Regions from separate parts of the Mus musculus genome. Here region 2 is linked to region 1. The links are chromatin contacts, called in public HiChIP or PLAC-seq maps. All regions are on one chromosome and are shown on one strand. Each heading gives the region's core, a stretch centred on a gene start, on an enhancer-like site or on the middle of the called end of the contact. The rest is flanking DNA. Distances are from core to core; before and after follow the strand shown.

Evidence for each region. HiChIP or PLAC-seq counts read pairs in DNA pulled down with a chosen protein or histone mark.
Region 2: an H3K27ac HiChIP or PLAC-seq map of extraembryonic endoderm stem cells shows a contact between it and region 1. The contact joins two enhancer-like sites. A contact is called at or near these places in 4 of 115 datasets of contacts at active chromatin or transcription factors (embryonic stem cells, extraembryonic endoderm stem cells, pancreatic cancer cells and 1 more) and 3 of 9 other capture datasets (adipose tissue, liver and pancreatic islet).

The regions. Positions count from the first base shown.
Region 1 is chr11:94,186,974-94,194,607 of GRCm38.p6, forward strand. No RefSeq gene overlaps it. Among named protein-coding and RNA genes, the nearest start is that of Tob1, 21 kb to the right of the region's middle. Within about 2 kb of position 2,743, at least 54 of the 459 cell types and tissues checked have an H3K27ac peak or open chromatin away from gene starts, as enhancers often do. A contact at or near this core is called in extraembryonic endoderm stem cells and pancreatic cancer cells, where this site is marked.
Region 2 is chr11:94,271,041-94,278,674 of GRCm38.p6, forward strand. It overlaps Gm38956 (a long non-coding RNA gene), which reads right to left and starts at 6,837. Exons shown (of 3, transcript XR_880146.1): 1 at 5,804-6,837; 2 at 5,645-5,711; 3 at 399-715. It overlaps Gm38953 (a long non-coding RNA gene), which reads right to left and starts at 357. Exons shown (of 2, transcript XR_880145.1): 1 at 1-357. Within about 2 kb of position 3,386, at least 60 of the 459 cell types and tissues checked have an H3K27ac peak or open chromatin away from gene starts, as enhancers often do. A contact at or near this core is called in extraembryonic endoderm stem cells and pancreatic cancer cells, where this site is marked.

The DNA.
Region 1 (7,634 bases), core at 1,493-3,992:
ATTGGCTGAGCTCAAATGAGTATGTCTGTTGAGCTGACTCCCTGGTTAAGAGCATGTACCTTTCTGGCGGTTCGGTTCCCAGCACCCATGTCTGGCTGTTCACAATCATCTGAAACTCCAGCTCCGAAGGCTCCAACACCCCTTCTGGCTTCCGTGGGCTCAGCTCACGTGGACCTGCTCCTCCACAGGCACGTAATTGCAAATAAGAAAAATAAATCTCTTTGAAAAATCAACATCATGAGCCAAACATTGTGTTAACGGCTGGGGAAACAATACAAACTTGAGAAATCCAAAGCTATGGTGACACAGACCTTTAATTCCAGCACCCAGGAAGCAGAGGCAGGTGTATCATTGCAAGAGTTAGAGGCCAGCCTAATCTATATAGTTAGTCCCTGGCTAGTAAAGGCTACATAGTTAAACCTTGTCTCAAAAAGAACAAACAAAGAAACAAAACCCTCCACACAGAGTTAATTAAAAACACAACCACTGCCTTGAAGTAGTAATAGTCTAGGGAAACCGTAAGAGATTTTTTTTTTCTCTCTGTGTAGCCCTGGCTGCCCTGGACCTCTCTCTGTAGACCAGGCTGGCCTCAAACTTAGAGATCTGCCTGCCTCTTCTCCCAGAGTGCTAAGATTAAAGGTCTGTGCCACCTTGCCTTGACCCACAATACAAGATTTTAGATTTCTTTTATTTATTCTTGTGTATGTGTATAATGTGTGGGCGCCTAAGCACGTGTGCCATGTATACTTGCCGTGGTGTGTGTGAGGGCATTCGAGGATGACTCTCAGGATCTGGTTGTCTCCTTTTTGTGTAGAACAGAAAGGTCAACAGGTTTAGGAGACAGGCAGCTAGACTTGCTTTCCCGAACTCTTGGCCCTTTTTCTTTAAGACTGGGTCCAGTTCTACAGGCAGCACGCCAGGTCCCCAAAGAGGAGAGATGCTTAAAGAAGATGAGACAGGGAGAAGCTGTGCCTAAAGAAGCTCCTGGGAGGGGCGCTTAGGGGAAGGCTTGAAGGCAGACAAAGGAGGGCGAGGAGAGCCCGGTCCAGGTCAGCGGAGGGATGCATGCAAAGATCCTGGGGTACCCACTGTAGTCTCATCCTAGAAAAAGCTAATTGTCTGACAAGGCTGTAAAGTAAATACCTTTTGTGAGGTGACAGGGGACACTGGAAAAGTGAGTATCTTGGGTTGGCCCTTCTGTAACCAAGACCACAGATTAGATAATGTGTAAAGAAATGTCTTCCCTACAGTTCTGTAGGCTGGGAGGTCAATATCAGGGGTTGTAATTTCTATGTTATTACATGATGGGGGGTGGAGGGGCGTGGAAGACAGGACTTTTTTTGGTCTTGTTTTGTTGTTTTTTGTTTGTTTGTTTGTTTGTTTGTTTTTTCGAGAGAGGGTTTCTCTGTGTAGCCCTGGCTGTCCTGGAACTCACTCTGTAGACCAGGCTGGCCTCGAACTCAGAAATCTGCCTGCCTCTGCCTCTCAGGTGCTGGGATTAAAGGCAAGCGCCACCACTGCCAGGCAGAACTTACCATCTTGTTTCTTTGTTTGTTTGTTTGTTTGTTTGTTTGTTTTTTAAAGCTGAGAACGGAACCCAGGCTTCTCACACCGTAGGCAATCACTCTGCCACTGTGCCATATTCTCAGGTGGTTTTATTGTTTTGGTTTCTTTCTTTCTTTCTTTCTTTCTTTCTTTTTTTCTTTCTTTCTTTCTTTCTCTTGGCTTATTTTATGCATATGAATGTTTAACTCCATGTATATATGTGAACTGTATGCATAGCTGGTGCCTTGGAGGTCAGAAAAGGACATTGGATTCCCCTGAAACTAGAGTTACAGATGGTTGTAAGCCACCAAGTGCATGCTGGGAATTGAACCTGGGTTCTCTCCAGCCACACCGAATTATTTTCTTGTGTTTTTTTACTTTGAGAGAGTGGTCAGGCTGTCTTGAACTCACTCTGTAACCCGGATGGGCCTTGAACTTGCCATCCTCCTGCCTCAGCCTCCTGTGTAGTAGGATTTCCAGGCCTGCTCCATGAGGCCACTTTACTATAATGAGCCAATCTTACACAGTGGTAACTATCTCTCTAGGCTTAGGCCAGTAAACCACAACTCCGGAAGCAGAGACAGCTATTCAAGATCATTGTCAGGTACGTATTGAGGCTAGCCTGAGCTAGAGACCCTGACAGAGAGAGAGAGAGAGAGAGAGAGAGAGAGAGAGAGAGAGAGAGAGAGAGAGAGAGAGAAAGCTAAACAAAAGAAGTTTTAAATAAAAGAATCCACCTAGGAATTTAGATTGGAATCAGAAGAACCAGCTCAGAAATTAAGGGGTTAATTCAGACTTCTAGATCAAATTTGAAGGTGAGGAGCTGAAGCAAGGAGACTTCTGATCTTTGAGGACGGTGGAGAGGAAGTGGCTCATGTCATAGGATCCATACATGTGCAATGTGGTTCTCATCACAGCTGGCGATGACATGCCAGCCAGGCATCCAGCAGAGGGATACAGCCCAGTTCAGAAGCCTTTTCAGTATCATGGCTGAAAGATACTATGTAACCAGGTGTGGGGAAGGAGAGCAGTGTCCTATTGACAGAGGCCTGATAAACATTGAGAGCGTTCATCCTGGGGGTGTGAGACTAAAATAAGTTCCAAGACAGCTTAATGACCCATCCCAGCCTTCTCCCGGGAGTGAGTCACCAGCATTGTATTACCCCTGATCAGCCTTCACTGCCCTGGCGCCCACGACAAAGCCACCGAGATACCACACGGGCTGCACTGCTTCCGGATAAAGCTTTGGGCCTGTACCACAGGGAAGATAACACTAGCCAGCCTCATCAATCATTCCCAGGCATGCTACACTCTCCCTTCACTTCTTACATTCAGGGTTTGCATAAGCAGGCACTGTGTAGAGGTGAAGGTCTCTGTAGTCCTGCAGGGCTCTGTGGCCAGAGTGGACGTGGCCAGTCACTGAGGCCGTCCGGGCCTGCTCCTACCCACAGTACTGCTTGCTAGAGGGACTCCTCACAGCAGGGAATAATGAGACTGGATAGGAGTGGCCTAGTGCCCAATCCAACTGCAGTTCTATCACTTATGAAATAAGGAAAACAGGTGAGCCTGTGATTCCAGCTATTCAGAAGGCCGAATGAAGTAGGAGGATGGTAAGTTCAAGGTTACCCTGGTCTGAAAATCAAGTTCCAGGACAGCCAGGGCTACATAATGAGACACTACCTCAAAACAAAAACAGAAACAGAAACAGAAAAACAAAGCCAGACAAACAAAGGAACGGGCGAGATGGCCAGACTGGAGCAGGGGCTTTGAATTTCCATTCTGGGTCCACAGTGCAGAAGCTGTGTGAAACCAAGTGGTCCTTCAACCTCTTGGAGACTGTCCTTCACGCTCATCAGTGGCAACCTATCAGCTGCTGCTCCTCTGGGGACTGGCTGACATTTTGAGAGCTTAGGGTGCGCTCTGGGTACTGTTCAAAGACCACTGCATATCTGTATCACCTCCAGCATTAGCAATAAACCTAGGCAAGGGACATGTGCTGTTATTATGAACACTCTGCCCCCTCCCACTCCCCACCCCCTCACTCCCCCACCTCTGGCCCCCGCTCAATCTCAGACCAGAGAACAGTGAAGTGGGGAGCTAAAGAGCTTGCCTGGAGTCTCATACAGCTACAGAGCCTGGATTTGGACCTGGGAGGCTGATGGGTATAGCCCATGCCTCACTGGATCCTTTTCTGGTTTTGTTTGTTTGCTCGCAGCAGCACTAGGTTGGAGCCAGCTCCTTGGGGACACCAGGCAAGGCTGTATGTACCTCCTGGTCCTTGGAGTTCATGTTTTCAATTACTACGGGTAGCGCACGGAACACTGGCACATGGGACATGCTCCACGGTTGTTAGTGTTTGACTCAATGTTTGCCTTAACCAGGCATGGTAAACACACCTGTAGCCCCAGCACTTTGGCAACTGGGGTATGGGAATAGCAAGCTCAAGGCTAGCTTGGGCTATACCTTTAAGTTCCAGAATAGTGTGGAAGAGATATTAAGATCTTGTCTTTAAAAAAAAAAAAAAAAAAAAGTACCCAGGTGGTGATAGTGGTGCATGCAGAAGCAGGCAGATCTCTGTGAGTTCAAGACCAGTCTGGTCTACAGAATGACAGTCAGGGCTACCCAAAGAAACTCTGTCTTGAAAACTGAGAGAGAGCGAGAAAGAGAGACAGAGACAGACGAGAGAGACAGAGACAGACAGACAGACAGACAGACAGACAGAGAAGTATTTTTAGTATATTTAGAGAAATATAATACCCAGAAAAAAAAACAAGATTTCATACAGGTGAGGTATTAATCAGGAAAAATTGGAGCTGGAAGCCTGCGGGAGGTTGAACCCACAGAAATGGGAGGAGGATAGAGCCGAGCCGAGCGGGTGACCAGTGCTGAGCAGCAGCTCTCAGGAGTCACATGGGCCATTCAAAGCCTGACAGTGTTGGGAGGAGCCCAGCCGGGCAGTGGGGCAGTGCGTGGAAGTTCTTGGTGAGGACTGGGCAGTGGGAAGTGGAGACACAGTCGGTGGCCTGCATTTGAGGCAGGAGACTCTGCTTCCTGGTGGATGAGAGTGGGGAAGAAGGCACATTGACAATCTAAGAGCCAACTGCATGGGAAGGAGTTAGAGTGTGGTTCTGGAAAAATCTCACCGTGTCTTTATAGATGTGATTGGACCACAGCAGGTCAGTGGGACATTTGGCCCCACCTCAGAATTTAAGGGCTCCAAACTCAATAATCAAGAAAAATAATATTTGTAAAGATTTATTTATTTTATTTGCATGAGTGTTTTGTCTGCATGTATGTGAATGCACCATATATATGTCTGGTGCCTGTGAGGGTCATAGAAGGCATCAGATTCCCTGAACTGGAGTTATAGAGAGCTACAAACCATCACATGGGTGCTGGGAACTGAACCTGGGTCCTCTGCAAAAGCAGCAAGTGTTCTTAATCACTGAGCCATCTCTCCAGCCCCTACAGTTTTTCATTTTAAGACAAGATTTTGCTAATTCATCCTGGCTGGCTTTGAACTTACACTGTAGCCCCAACTGGTCTCGAACTTCTCCTGTCTCAGCCTCTTGAGTAGCTGGAACAACGGATATAAGGCACAGGGCCTGGCTTGCCTTGGATTTCTCTCTCTCTCTCTCTCTCTCTCTTTCTTTTTTTTTTTTTTTTGGTTTTTCGAGACAGGGTTTCTCTGTGTAGCCCTGGCTGTCCTAGAACTCACTCTGTAGACCAGGCTGGCCTCGAACTCAGAAATCCGCCTGCCTCTGCCTCCCAAGTGCTGGGATTAAAGGCATACACCAACACGGCCCGGCTTTGCTCAGATTTCATGTACCAGGTTTAGGTGGGCCCTGGAGACAATACTGAGTACACACATGAGGCGCCTCTGTGTACTTTGTAGACAGGAGCCAGGCATGCCTTAAGATTCCTCAAATCTCATAGGCAGGACCCAGAGGAGCCTAGTCTCAGCCACAGGCAGGCTGGCTGCTCCAGTGGGGCCAGGAAAGAATGCAATAAGCAATTGGTACCAGCAGGAATGAGGTCCTAGGTGTGGGTTGCCTGTCGGGTTCCAAGGAAAATCAGGCATTAGCTAGTTAGCTAGAGTCTGGGGAGTGTGTGTGTGTGTGTGTACATATGCATGTGAGTGTGTGTGAGTATGTATGTGTGTGAGTGAGTATATGTATGTGAGTGTGTGTATGAGTGTGTGAGATGTGTATGAGTGTGCATGTGTGAGTGTATGTTTGCATGTGTATGTGTATGTGAGTGTGTGAGTGTGTGCATGTGCATGTGAGTGTGTGTATATGTGTGTATGTATGTGAGTGTGTATAGGTGTACATGTATGTGAGTATGTGTGAGTGTGTATGTGAGTGTATATATGAGTGTGTGTGAGATGTGTATGAGTGTGCGTGTGCATGTGTGTGAGAGTGTGGGAGTGAGATGTGTATGAGAGTGTGTGCGAATGTATGTGAGTGTGTATCTGTGTGTGTACATGTGTATGAGTGTGTGTGCTTGTGTGTATGTGTATGTGTGTGAGTGTGTGTGTGCTTCCCCCCACAAAGGTTAACAGAAGCAGTGGGTCAGGCTGGCAGCAGCTGGTAGGAATGGTACTTTAGCAGCAGCAACAGAGTCTGGGACAGAGGCTCCTTCAACCATGGGCAAGCAGCATTGTCCTGAGATTCCGTGTGTGACAGTGACTAATCTCATGATATGGCATTATCACATGTGAATGGCTTGGGGCAGGTCAGGCAGGGAGGGACATCTGGACTGTAAGTAAGATACACACAGCAGGAAGTTGGAAAGGGGAGGAGGTGATTGTTGGCAGAGATGGAGGGCAGGGCTCTGCTCAAAGGGCAGGCATGCCAGCCAGCAGTGCTGGTGATGGTGACGAGGGCATTTGTTTGGCAGGATCTGGGCTTCAGGGACCAGGTTCTGACTTTTCATAAAGAAGTGAGCAGAATGGAACCTGATATTTTGCTACTATTTCCCTCCATTAAGTCTGTGGCCTGATATCATCAGCATCTCTCTAATGTTTTATACCTATTTAATATGTATTTATTTACTTTACATGCATGTGTGCATGCGGGCCTGTTTGTGCCTAACAAGCACATGGAGCTCAGAGGACAACTCGTGGGAACTGGTTCTCTTCATCTATAGTGTGGGTTCCAGAGACTGGATTCAGGCCATCAGCAGGGCAGCAGACGCCTTTACCCACTGAGCCATCTCTCCCATCCTGAGCAACCTTTTAACTTGCTCACACAAGATAGAAACCTTGTTTTCTAGCAAGGACAATGGAAGAGCAGACGGCAGGATGCCTTCATGCCCAGGGACTCTAATTACTTTTTGCTTGGTTGGGAGGACCATGGCAAGGGCCCTGGAGTTGGGTGCAGGGTATCTGCCTTGTTCTCAGCATGTAGGCTGATCGAGGCCACCCTCATCTTCCTTTCTGGCACCTCTAACATCTGTCTACAGATACCTCACCCACAGGTGCAATGACTTTGTTATTTCTGTCTTAGCTGGCACCCACTCTAACCCAGGGCCATGGAGTCTCCCCCACTGATAGCCTTCCTTTTCCCTTTGAGCCTGACACCTGCATTGTTTGGTTGGTTGGTTTGGTTTTTCGAGACTGTCTGGAATTCACTCTGTAGAACAGGCTGGCCTCGAACTTAGACGTCTGCCTGCCTCTGCCTCCCAAGTGCTGGGATTAAAGGCATGCGCTACCACTGCCCCGACGTTTGTTTGTTTGTTTGTTTGTTTGTTTGTTTGTTGAGACAGGATTTCTTTCTGTAGCCTTGGGTATCCTGGTATTCTTTCTGTAGACCAGGCTGACTTCAAATTCAAAATCCACTTGCCTCTGCCTCCCGAGTGATGGGATTAAAGTCATGCACCAGAACTGCCTGGCAACACCTGAACTTTCTGTCTCCAGTTTGACCTTTGGCTACATCTTGCCTTCTCCCCTGCCTTCCAATGCATACCTTGCTCCACCCTCTCCCTGAATCCTTCACATTGGCTCCAGTTTCCGGCATCTGCTCTAGGATGTTAGGGCTTATAGCCACAGTGACTAGAACCTAGTACTTCTTCTCTGCCCTGTGGGAGAC
Region 2 (7,634 bases), core at 2,136-4,635, 85 kb after region 1:
CACTTAGAGACATACAAGCAGGAAAAACACTGATGCACATTTTAAAAGAAGAAAGAGAGAGAGAGAGGGAGGGAGGGAGGGAGAGAGAGAGAGAGAGAGAGAGGAAGTCAGCCATGAAGGTTCATGGGTCCCATCTCTCAGGAAGGTAAAAGAGGAAGATGGTCACATGTTCAAGGCCACCTTGGGCTACAGAGTACTAACCCAGCATGAGCTAGAGAGAGAGAGAGAGAGAGAGAGAAAAAAAACAAGGTCGTGCTATACAGCTAAGCGTATAAACTTCTAATCCTCTTCCCTCCATCTCTTTTGTGTTTGTGTTTTGTTTTGTTTTGGTTGGTTGGTTGGCTGAGTTTGTTTGTTTGTTTGTTTGTTTGTTTGTTTTTTGAGACAGGGTTCCTCTGTGTAGCCCTGGCTGTCCTGGAACTCGCTCTGTAGACCAGGCTGACTTCGAACTCACAGAGATCCACCTAAAGGCCTGGCAGCCTCCATCTCTTGAGTGCCACCCTTACAGGATTCTCCCACCACGTCTGATTTTTATTCATTTGCAGACTCCTGCAGTGGGTTGAGCTTATCGCTGGCCTTGGGTTGCATTCGCGTCGTGATGGTTGCCCGGCTCACAGAGCTTCAGGACATGACTTCTTGGTCCACTACAGAAGAAATCTTCGGAGCCCTGGGGAAGAGAATTGGTGGGCTGGGGGTAGAGTTTCATGAGCCGGACCTAGAAGAAACATTATCATGCTTATTCCATTGGCTGGAACTCAGCCATCTGTCTCCGTTCTCTGTGTGTCCCCAGGACACTTGCTGCCACTTCCTGTTCTTCCCCATAGCAGACCTTCCATCCTGTATGCTCTGTTGCAACCCCACCCAGGTTCCAGTGACCTATGGTTCAGCATCTTTAGGTCTTATGTGTTCCCCAAACCTTATATCTCAAGCAGTGGGTCGGACCTCTCACACTGCAGGATGGAGTCTAACTTGATCCCATCCACCAAGCCTCATTTTCCTTCTCTGGCTTGTGATTCAGGGAACCGTTCATTCTGTCAAGCGCCCAATCTATAAAGCCCAGAAACGGCCCTGGCTGTCACCAGTTCCTCCATGAAGGCTCCTTGAATCACTTCCATTTCACAAATCATTCTCTCTCCACCCTGTACCGACTCAGCCCAGCTCAGATTCTCGTGTTAACCTCCTCTCAAGCACCAACGACCCCACAATCGTTTGAAGCTGCATCTTCTAAATCCGATCTAATGACATCACTGTGCTGTTGTCCACGTAACCACATTGCTTGAGGTCCCCCATCTGTGTCGTGGCAGGACTGAGGTGGGGACTCTGTTTTATGAGCGTTTGGAGACCTGGGATTCCACTCCTCATTCCTTGCAGGATGAGGAGCCAGAAAGCACAAAGACCATTCTTCACATAGCAGAAACCCTCAAACGGTGCAGAGCCAGCCACCTCCTTTGCACACACTCAGAATCCTGCAGTGGGTCGGCAGCTTTACTGAGGGGCCTACTGTCGTGTCCCCCACCCCCAACACACACACACCTGTTCTGTTTCACTGAGATTCCTAATCCCCAGAGCTTGGCAACCAGGCTCTTTTCACAAGGGCAGCCTTGTCTCAGGACACTGTTCTTGCAAGACAAAAACCTTTCCGAAAGACCCCCGAGGGTCACTATGGTCCACTCTGCCTTTCTTATCTTCCTGAAGATGAGGCAGCCACTTTGTGAAAATGAATTGGGTTAAGAGGAGTCTGGGATTCGGTCTTTGAGACTGTCTTTGTTTCGGCCCAATCTTCTTTTCACTCACCCACCTTCATATAAGATGTATTTTTTTCTATATTTATTTAAGACAAGGTATTGTCTTACTACACAGTTCAGGCTGATCTTGAACTCTTGATCTCTCTGCCTCTATTTCCTGTAATGGGTTGATTGGTATATAGCACCACACTGGCCTTACAGTAGCCCCTTTTACATACATTAGCTTCCTGGTTATCTGTCTCCTGACCAAAAAGTCAAGAAACAACGTAGAAAAATGCAGCTACTTTGTTTCCAGGCACTGTCTCAAGAAAGCAAGGCAACACTGTTTCCAGCCTGCAACACTGTCTCGTTAGGGTTCTCTTCTTCCCAGGGAACCCGCGCAAGTGTCTGGCTTATTACGTCTGGAGCTCGCTCAAGTCTTACTGAATGAGTGAATGAGCACAGTGACATAGATGACCCTGTGAGGCAGATGATGGCATTGTGCTTCCTTTTCCCCCAATCACTACGACAGGCCCCGTGATCGCTCACAAACCAGGCTCTGTGTCTAGGGCCTAGACGTACCTTCCTCTCGGCAGAACTGGTGGATCTCAAACAGTGCCTACCAGGTCTACAGGTGGCAACTCTGTTTGCCCACGCGTTCAGGTTCAAAGTATCAGTCCCATCCCCTTCCTGTCTCCTGTCCTCCCCAGCACTGGCAAACACCAGGGTCACAGAGTCAAAGTGACTCCTGAGCGTGGCTACCTCCTGGGCCACCACTATTACCAGCTTTACCTCCGAGGTGGCAACATTTCCTAACTGGGCCCCTGCTCTCCTTCTCCCCTCCCTGACCCATTTTTCTTGTGCAGACAGGAACCTCCTGACAAACTCAGGTTGCTTCTCCCTGCCCTATCGACTGCTTCAGACAACTATTCTTACACGTGGAATAGAGTCCAGAGTCCTCACCAGATGCTACAATATGCATGCGAACATGCACACTGTCTATCTCTCATTGACTCTGGTCTAGCCATGTAGCCATGTGTTTCGCATACACAGGCTACTGTTCCAAGACTTTGGTTCTTTGCACTGTCCTGACCTGGAACTTTCTTTCCCACCGGTGGGCTTGGCTCCCTCTTTTTCATGAGCTCTCAGTTCAAACACGCCAGCAAGCCCTTTCCTGCCTACCTCATCGAAGAAGGAACAGCACCTTCTTCGGATCATTTTTTTTGGTAGCCCTGCCCAGTGTTGGTTTTCCTGTTTATGAGGTGTCATTATCTCTAAATTGTAAGTGCTGCACGCACAAATCCTACTGTGTGCTGGCATACTCCAGGGACTAGAACTGGGCCTGGCACAAGGCAAGCCTGGCATACACGCTTAACAGGGCAAAAATGAGAGGGCATCCAACAGACAGAGACACTGGCAGAGGCAGATCTACTGGGCACAAAGGACTCGGAGCACGGGCCTTCATGGCAGGTCTCACGTTCTCCAATCCCCCTGTCTCAGAGTATACCACCAATTTCTGCTGTCTCCCAATATGGACTCTGGCCTCAGCCATGGGTTTTCTTTGGCCAGGGAAACATTCACAGAGTTCAGGGAGATAAGCTGAGGCCTTATCAGCTCTCTGCCTCACCGCAAGAACATGCCTGGGCATGCCTGCAGCGGGGATGCAGAAGTCCATTCACAGTGTGGACCAGCCAGTGCACAGGCCTCACCGGCAGGTGTGTGTGGGGTGGGGGTTGGGGGTGGGGGCAAGGACCAGCATGACTGTGGCCCAGGGAAAGGTAGCCAAGTTGAGTCTGCAGGCTCCAGATCCAGGAGACCTGGGAGCTAGGCTGTGTAGGCAAGACTGAGCAGTGTAGCATGAGACTTCATATTGCCTTGAGCCCCAAGGACACACTAACTGAGGGGCCGAGGAAATGGGGAGATCAGTGAAGTGGGACAGGAAGAGGACACAGATTGCAGTGTGAGGTCATTGCTCCTAAGGTGGGCTGAGTCAGGGACAGGAGTTCTGAGTCACTCAGAGGATTCTACCCGCCGGTCACATAGCTCCCCATTCAGGTCCTTCAATCGCATTCCCCCTTTCTCTCCCAAGACATTCAATACTTCTTATTTCCTGTTACAGCTTACCTGTCTAATCCTAGTCATTGCTGTCAAACTTTAAAATTAATTCTCAGGGGCCAGAGAGATGAGAGTACAAGGACCTGAGCCTGGATCCCCAGGCCCCCCGGCTGGGCATGGCTGTGCTCTAATGGTGGGGACAGGTAGATTCCCAGAAATAAGAAGAGAGCAATCAAACAAGCCACTGGTGTATTCCTCTGGGCTGTACATGTGTGTCAGCATTGGCATTTGTGTGCACGCGCACACGTACACACATATAAACAAACAAACAAAACAAAACAGATATAAGACCCAATGTAATCTACATAAAGATTTAAACCATGCCTGAGACAGAGTTCAATGGCCCTAGCCATGGAGAGAAGGCTGGCGTAGGAATTCTCTAGAAGCACTCAACTTGTCTGGGCGGCTTCACCGAGCTTCGTGAGGTCTCTGACCCACATCTGCAAGCGGTACTCTGAGTAGCCAGCTGCCTACGGGAGGCAGGTTGGAGACTGCCTCTTGGCAATGGCAAATTCAGGGAAATTACAGAGGTTGGTGTTTGTTGGTTTTGGTTGCTTAGCAGCTACACACCATGGTGGAGGTGGGGCTAATCCAGAATGGGAACCCCCTACAGGCCAAAGATCCCTCACAACATCCCTACAGAGTTCGTGGGCACTGAACCTGGGCCCCCTGAGAAGCCAGGGCCATCAGAGATGCCATTCATCATGTCCCCAGCAACAGCATCCAGGGGCAACTTGACCCTGGGGGCAGCAGGACGGTCCTCTAGAGTCCTTTCCTGTGGTTCTACTGCAGTCTTATGGGTTCCTGGACAATTTAAGAGATGGGTCTTCTTAGTTTACCTGGTGATTCTGTGGACTGCTCAGTCACCCTTCCAGAAAATTCTCACTGGGCAGAATTAGCCAGCCTGGTTTTCTGCTGTGTACAACCAGTAGCTCGTCTTTGTCTACCTTCTACCCCACCTCACCTCTTAGAAACCACATCCAAGAGCCCTGTCTCCACCCTTCAAGTTACCAGGAGCACAAACAAACCCTGCGGTCCTGGAGAAGATGAGTCAGCCTGTACCAGAGTACCAAAAAACAGGGTAAAAGGTGTGACAGGCTAGTGTTGGAATTGTCAGCCAGGCTTCTTTCTTGGTGTATCATCCTAGCCTGTGATGTATCATAATGCCTTAGTTTATCAAGGCTGTGCTGTGGGAGCTTGACTGCTGAACATTGGAGTTCAGAGCCTTGCCTCAGCAAAACCCCAACCATGGGAGGCATTCTCCTGCCTCACCCCAGCTTCAGCATCTGGGTGCCACAGAAGTTAGGGGACAGAGATACCAACATTCCCAGAACACCCTACACGTATCTCCACATAAACTGGACATGGTGGACTATATGGTTTGTCTGGAAAGAGAGGGACCGAGATAGCCCAGTCCTCCATTTCCTCCTCAAGAGGCTGAGACAAGGTTCTGGGGTCAGAAGACGCTGAGGGTCAATCAGTCTGAGGTCTGGATGGACCATAGACTCCTTGGATGTACCCAGCAACGGTAGACATTGGCAACGATGTATCTGAAATATATAGACATTTGCAAAAGATGCTGAGTGAGGCCAGAGGCCGTCTTTGTAGATGTCCACTAAAACAAATTAGCATCCAAAACCAGAAGCTATCTCCATGGCTCCAACTGGAAGGAGAAGGAGGAGGGACACTTAGAATTCGCCAAGGCAACCTTGAATTTTTCCAGAAAAGAATGCTTTCACGCCATGCAACATGGGAAAAGGAGATGGAGGTGAAAATTTCCATGGACAGAAAGTAAAAACACTCACACGTCTGACTTGAGGGCCTGAAGTCTGCCTCCATTATAGAGATCTCACTCAGGAAACCTTGCTGCCCCTGGTGCCCACGAAGACAAAAGCCAAGGAGGACATGGTGAGTTTTACAGGGAGAGTTTGACATCTAGGTAAAATGACTTTTTCAGTAGGCACCTGGGGTATACCGGGCTCCTGGAATGTGCTGGACACCATGCTCAAAATGAGATGAGGCTCCCCACTCTCTTGGATAGCGCTCAGCGCAGTGGGGATTATCATTTTGCTGACGAGGAAAGCACAGTATAGGGTACTGAATGAAGGAGTCAGACTGCATGCTTCCCATAGCTCAGTTAAATCACGCCAAGCGGCTGCACGGATAGGTTTCTGGGACAACCAGGAATACAGCTCTGGAACTTTAAACCCGAAGGTGGTGTTGGGAGAGATGGGAGGTTCCGGAGGGAAGGGATTTACTAAGGCGCAGGTTCTTGGGGCGAACTCTGGAAGGCGTTGTGCGACCCCTCGTGGATGTGAGAGAAATAACAGCGTGGCACTTCCCTGCGCATGCGTTGCGTCGGAGTACCTAGTTCAGCTGGTACTCAGAGCTCAGCGAGGAGAGAGGAGCGCTCATGTTGTATGGGGTTAAAACCCAACTCAGCTCTGTGACTATTCTAGAGGATCCGGGTCTGGGGAAGGGCATTCTGGGAAGATAGAAGGGAAACAGATCTTCACTAAGTGTTGACTGCCCACGTGGAAATAAGATGCAAAAGTGAAAGATGAGGGACTCATCAGGTAGTGATAACTGCTGCTCAAACCTGGTGTCCTGAATCCGAACCTGAGTCAGGGTAGAACATGAGAAAGGATTCCGGAAAGCTGTCCTCTGACCTCCACAGTCGAAACGAAAACGACATACTCCTTCACACTTACTTGGAGGCTAGAATTAAAAGAGACGGCATATGCACAGTTCAGCCACTCATGTTGGAGGCCAGCAGAGGACTAAGGTCTCTCTGGAGACTGCAGTTTCAAACTATTGCAAGCAGAATGTCTGTAAAGACACCCACAGTGTCACTGTGCCGGCTGGAGGCATTCCTCCAGGGGTCCAGGTACTCGGCTTCCCTCTGAGGGCCATGGTGAAGTATGGAGGAAACCCTCCAAACACCTTTCTTTCTTTCTTTCTTTCTTTCTTTCTTTCTTTCTTTCTTTCTTTCTTTCTTTCTTTCTTTCTTTCTTTCTTTCTTTCTTTCTTTCTTTCTTTCTTTCTTCCTTTCTCCCTCCCTCCCTCCCTCCCTCCCTCCCTCTCTCTCTCTCTCTCTTTCTTTCTTTCTTTCTTTCTTCTTTCTCTTCTCTCTCTTTCATGTGTGTGTGTGTGTGTATATGTGTATGTATGTGTGTGTGTGTATAGTGTGTAGTGTGTGTGTGCCCGCGCTTGTCCTTATACAACATGTGAAAGCATACAGGAGCCTTTGGAAGCCAGAAGAGGGCATCAGAGCCCTTGGAAGTGGAGTTACAGGCCTTTGTGAGCCACCATGTAGGTGCTAGGAACAGAAAGCAGGACCTCTGGAAGAGCAGCAGTGTCCTTTAACTGCTGAGCCATCTCTCCAGACCCCCTTTTTAAAGACTGACTCTCATGTAGCCCAAACTCACTATGTAACCAAGGATGACCTTACACTTCTAATCCTCCTGCCTCCATTTAACCATGAGTACTTGGGGGGGGGGGCGGGGGAAGAGGGCAGCATCTATCTTTTATATACTACATAATTAAATTTTAGAAAGAAAATCATTTCTATTTATTTAAAAATTGAGTATTTGTAATTTGCTGCTCCCAGGATTTTTATCCTATAATGAAATGTGTTCTTTTCTCACAAATTTACAATTGTTAAGTGCATTGGTTAGCACTGTCAGTTTACCAGGATCTAGAATTATTAAGGGGACAAATTTCTGAGCATGCCCGTGAGGAGGTTTCTAGACCAGGCTAAACTAAGGTGTGGAGACCCACCCTACATGTAAGCGG